Linked DNA regions of Zea mays: region 2 is linked to region 1. A link is a contact called in public Hi-C data. All regions are on one chromosome and are shown on one strand. The core of a region is the stretch at or near the end of the contact, and the rest is flanking DNA. Distances in the headings are between cores, read along the strand shown. Region 1 holds the start of LOC103627615 (transcription factor bHLH49). Region 2 holds the start of LOC100284980.

What was found. Hi-C and Micro-C count contacts between places; a contact is called where the count stands out from the background.
Region 2: a Hi-C map of leaf shows a contact between it and region 1, with 6 times the contacts expected there. The contact joins the promoter of LOC100284980 here to the promoter of LOC103627615 in region 1. A contact is called at or near these places in 7 of 25 Hi-C or Micro-C datasets (bundle sheath, ear, endosperm and 3 more).

What each region holds. Positions count from the first base shown.
Region 1 is chr5:209,022,896-209,025,675 of Zm-B73-REFERENCE-NAM-5.0, forward strand. It overlaps LOC103627615 (transcription factor bHLH49), which reads right to left and starts at 1,349. Exons shown (of 6, transcript NM_001301516.1): 1 at 1,054-1,349; 2 at 730-957; 3 at 466-600; 4 at 52-363. The coding sequence starts at 1,311.
Region 2 is chr5:209,203,628-209,206,327 of Zm-B73-REFERENCE-NAM-5.0, forward strand. It overlaps LOC100284980, which reads left to right and starts at 1,298. Exons shown (of 2, transcript NM_001366709.1): 1 at 1,298-1,647; 2 at 2,308-2,700. The coding sequence starts at 1,361. The coding sequence ends at 2,338.

The sequences.
Region 1 (2,780 bases), core at 99-2,598:
GCTTCAGAACGGGAGGTAGCGGAACGGAGGACAGCTGACTTAGCTACATACGTTGAGGCACGGCTCGATGGTCGACGGTCCGGCGGCCACCGAGACCGACGGGGCAGCCGACACAGGGCAGCTTGCGGCGGCGGGCGCGTACAGGTTGCTGAGGACCATGTCCAGCGGCCCAAAGCCAGTGGAGCCCGCCGCTGCAGACGGGTGCACTACCTGCTGCATGGGGCTCATGCTCATCTGAAGGCAGGACGGCTCCAGCTGGCCGGCCGCCGGGCCGCACGCCTGCTTCAGCTGGCGGCCGAAGAGGTCCTCGACGATGTCGAAGCTCACCACCGGGTTGGAAGCGGCGATCTTCATGGACAAGAACTGCGCGCAAGGAGACCCGGCGGTGAGCGATCGCGGAATAACTAGCTGGCTAGCTGGGAGAAGCGGGGAAGATGAAGCAGGACGGTGCCGGTGGGTCGGTACCTCGACTTGCTTCTGCAGGGACTGGACGTAGTTGATGATCTCGTCGAGCATGCCGGCCTTGCCCGTGACCTTGCTGCACCCGGGCACCAGCTCCTGCAGGTACCGCATCCGCTCGCTGATCCTCTCCCTCCTCACCTGCGCGCCAATCCATCAGGCCATGAGTTCTGACGCACGCGGCAGGGTCGTCGGTGCCCACGAACGAGCAGAGCAGCATGGAGCACGCAAAAAAAAAAGTTTGTTCAGTAATGCGGCTGTTAATATTACCCGCTCGGCGAGGCTGTGGCTGTCCGTGGCCTGGCCGCGGCGGGCCCGGACGTGGATGTAGTCGGTCTTCTGGCCGGCAGCCGCCGCCGCCGCCGCAGCCTCGGCCTTCTTCTTGGTGCCAGCCTTTGGCCTCTCCTGCTTCCCTTTCCCGGGCGCCGCCGCGATCTCAGAGAGGCCAGACGGCTGCTGCTTCCCTCTGGGTCTCTTGTTCATGCCGTTCGCACCACCCTGCCAATTTCAGTTTTTTTTTTGACACACAACTGTCAGTCAAAGACTTGACAATTCAGCAGAAGCAGCACCGCCGTCCATGCCTGAACCTCTCACCTTGGCATCGAGGTACGCGTCCGGCCTCCTCTTCCTCAACCCGCCGCTGACGCTGCAAGAGGAGGAATCGTTGCCGTCGCCGGCGCTCGGCGTCGCCACGGCAGGCGGCACGGCGAGATTGGCGCCGCACATGGCGGCACCCAGGTCCGGCCACTCCTGGAGGTAGCCGAAGGCGCTGCACATTGCACCGAACTTGTCGTCGTCGAGGTCGAGCAGCCCCTGGCAGAGGCTCTCAACGGTCCCCTGGCACCGCGCCATTATTACCAGCTGCTTCCCCCGGAGACGGGATCAACTCCGAGTGTTAAGGCTAAGGGAAGGACTGCGGGACAAGCTTTGCCTCAGCAGCTCGGTCGTGAGCCACCGATGAGGAGTGAATCGAAGCAGCGTGGTTATGTAGGAGGAGCGTGTGGCGTGGGGGAGGGTGGGTGAAGGAGCTTGCGCGTCCCTTTCGCTTCTCTGCCCTCCTGAAAAATTTCCCAATCCATATATATAGGGAGAAGGACGGGTGGATATAGATAGGGGAGCCCGGCTCCCTTTCGTTGGGGTGGGGGTGATGGTACTTGGCCGTGGGAGATTGAGATTGGATTTGGCCCTCCCTTTAGGTGCGGTGCGATCATGTGAGGTAGGGCTGGGGCTGGGCACGGTGGTGTGTTTCAGCTGGCAATATTGTAGGGTCCCAATTTGCCCGGGGCCGAGTGCCTTCAGTTACGCATAAACTGCAACGCATCAGGGCATCCCCAAAGCCAGCTTTTTTTAGCATCTTGTAATTCATGCATAGGCATCTTCAAAATTTCACGCGTTCCATACGAAGCTTTCGATGGAGATCGGGGAGGTATGAAAAGAGTGCAAGCGGCAAAGGCTTCTCTTTTGAGGCTCAGGAATGGCTGGGGAAGAACTAGTATCAACTACTCAGGGTTGGCTTCTAGCTGTGCTGTGCGTGTGCAGTGTTGCTCACAGCCATTCTGAATTTCCCCTGATGGTGATGCTGCAAAAGGACGGAGCCTGCTGCAAGCAATAACAGCTTGGACAGCTCTATCTCCTCTGTTCTGGCCTGACCACACGTTATCTGCCACGTCAGCTTTCCAAATTCCACAGTAACACGTATGTACGTGTTGGATCTCTCACCATGTTGCCTCCTTCGGCAAAGCCAGCCAACCTCGCCACGCCAGCGGGGAGGCCAGCCAAACTGTCTCTCTTCGTTAAGCAAGGATAAACCTTGAAAGCATGAATAACAAGGCAGCGGCGGATGAAGGGACCAAAGCACCATGAACTTTGCTCCGCTGGGCAAAGTGAGCACCGGCAAGGAATTCACAGCGCCCTGGACTGCTGGTAGATCATCATCCCAAAACAGAGCAGGGACAAAATGGTCGGTTCACGTGGTTGTAAAAAATTAAATGGATTAAGTTGGCTACAAATGACTGTTTTATCGATTCTCAGATTGTAGCGAATATTATGTCGAAGCCGCCGGAAACGAGCTTTATAATAACAAAAAAAACTGGGCTCATATCTTCAAATACAAACATATCATCTTTTTTTTTCAATAATCATAATTTGTTCTGCGAAAATGAAAATGAGGTGGCTTACCATCTTTTACACCATAGGTTATTGAGCCTTGAAATTTGTGGCAACCAAGCTCTCATACCACTCGAAAGAACTTAGATTGCTATATGGGGTGAATAACCTATAACATTATCATACAAACTCCCAAACTACCGGAGCAAAGTTTG
Region 2 (2,700 bases), core at 48-2,547, 180 kb after region 1:
TAAAAGTTCAACTAAACATTGTGCTCAACTTACAGAATAAATATGTGGCAGCAAACAAAATTGAAGAAGCTAGAAGGGTTCAACCATTTGAAAAAAAATGATATATGTACTATATTCTTAAATTTTGGTTAAGTTTTTCCTGGATAATAGTTAGGGATGAAAACGGTCGGAAACAATATCTATTCGGTAATCAGTTTTTTCTTTGATTGCGAATAAATAGGATATAGAATATACAATACAAATTTGTATTCTTATTTTTAATATCCAACTTGTTAAGATTCATAAAAGGTAAACCTCAAATTCATCCTACATTTTCTCAAATAATAGATATAAACTTCGGTATGGATTCGGAAACAAATTCGGTAATTTTTTCAACTTTTTGTGTTGTAGAGAACAAATAATACATAAAACAACTTATATAATATTTTATTCATATTTGTACTAATGTGCTTGATAACATAAGAAAAGATCAACATCAAATTTTATACATATCTATTTTAAAATATTAAATTTGTTCTAACAGTTCGGATTACCACTTTCATCCCTAATAATAGTGTTGTTTAGATCTCAGAAGGGTAGAATTCTAGACTTCCATGTTCTCTTGGGGCCTGTGTCCAACAAAGTTCTATTCTATCTGCCGATACATTGCTGAATAAAAAATCCAGTATGTCACGATAACACTAAAAGGGGCTGATAATTGAGATGGATTGGCCCAATTTATTCGTTGATCAGAGAATGCTATATCTATTTTTTTTTTCATATCTTTATTCTCTGTCCATTAGTTTTTGTAAGTGCTTTGAATAAGTAACCCTACCCTTTCTGGTCCAATAAAAGATTCTCTTTCTCTAATTAAGGGAAGGCCACATATAGGCATATATATGTTCAAATGTCTGTTAACTTCTACCGAGTATGATATCATACTAGTTAGAAGGTTCTGATCAATATGAAAGAAATAGAACTGAAGGTAGTAGTGAAGACTGACCCACTTCTTATGGACTGCGCATGCAAGAGAATCTTTTTATGAAGATTGGACGCGTAGGAAAAGAAATAAAAAGTTCGCCATCTTCCCCAGCAAAGCTGAGGTTCTGGTTACTCCTCTCCCAACAACTTGTAACACATTGGGGAATTAATGGAGGCTGGAGCAATGACACCTCTTGCTCTTACTCATATGGCTTCCTCCGTCCTATACAGAATTGCCAACTTGTTCTGTAACCCCACATCTACTTGGTATTATTCGATGCTAGCTCCCTCTATATAAAGAGCACTCGCTCCTTGATCCAAACAGACACAGGCAGCAGCCATTGCTTGCCCTGCATCTCTCCTAGCTAGGTGTCTTCTCTTGCTGAGTGAAGATAAAACAATGGGTTCGTCCTGGACCGAGAGTCAAAACAATCTCTTCGAGCGTGCGCTGGCAGTATATGACAAGGACACACCAGACCGCTGGCACAACGTTGCGCGGGCAGTCGGCTGCGGCAAGACAGCCGAGGACGTGAAGAGGCACTACAAGTACCTGAAGACGGACGTGAAGCACATCGAAACCGAAGAAGGCGGCCGAGGATCCCAGTCCAGCAGCCCTGCTGGTGCTGGTGCTGGTGGCAGTGGAAGCAGCAGCAGCAGTTCTTGGGGCAGGGACAACGGTGACAAGAGGTAGTAGAGTGTAATGCATTGCTCTCTCTAGCATCTATCTCTGCTCGATCTATAAGCCATTGCATTGCATCGTACATCCTCTTACTGCGCTGTCTAGCACGCTAGCCTTTGGTACGTGCAGTATAACTGTTGCTTCTGTTTTCTTGATGTATTCGTTACTCACTTACTCTTCGTTCCATTGTCCACCTGGACTATCTTTTTCTAGATCCCTCTAATCTTCAGCATGCCTTTTTTCTAGCTTGTTCCTTCTGTTCCCCCCTTCACTCGCCTTTTAAACTGTGTGCATGCATGGGCTTGACTATTGACTATCATTGTCATATGCTTTCACATATAAAACCCCCACCATATAAAACCCTATTAATTACCTTAAGACCTTATTCGGTTGTACTAGATCAAAAGGGATTAAGGACGAGTAAATATATTTTTATTCAATTTTAACTAGCAAGAGATTTAATCCCCTTCAATCTATTCCTAATAACCGAACAAAGCTCTAGAGGCGTTGTGCTTATGACATGTTATAGGTGGGGGGCTCTTTAATTTTAACTAGTGGTTTCTTCTGTTGTGTTGCATGAGAGTGCATATACCGAAACTAGCTTTCACATCTTTGCAATATTCGGCCAAGGGATAGCAGTGACCCGTCGTTGTGGTTCCTTGTTTCAGGATGACGAGGCACCCCAACCAGCCGCAGTGAAGTGGATGTGATCTTGGAGAGAGCCTTATCTCTAGAGCCTAGAGCAGCAATAGGTCCACATAAGAAACAAACAAACAAACAAAAAAGGAGACATGATGATTGGTGCGCTCTCTAGAGATGTTAACTAAGGGGGTGTTTGGTTTCTAGGGACTAATTTTTAGTTCCTACATTTTATTCCATTTTAGTTGCAAAATTGCTAAATATAGAAACTAAAATTCTATTCTAGTTTCTAAATTTGGCAATTTATAGTCTAAAATGGAATAAAATAATGGGACTAAACATTAGTCCCTACAAACCAAACACCCCCTACCTATGCTATTTCGTGGCTTCCATTCCATCCAAGTGTACGTCGTCGTCAGGCC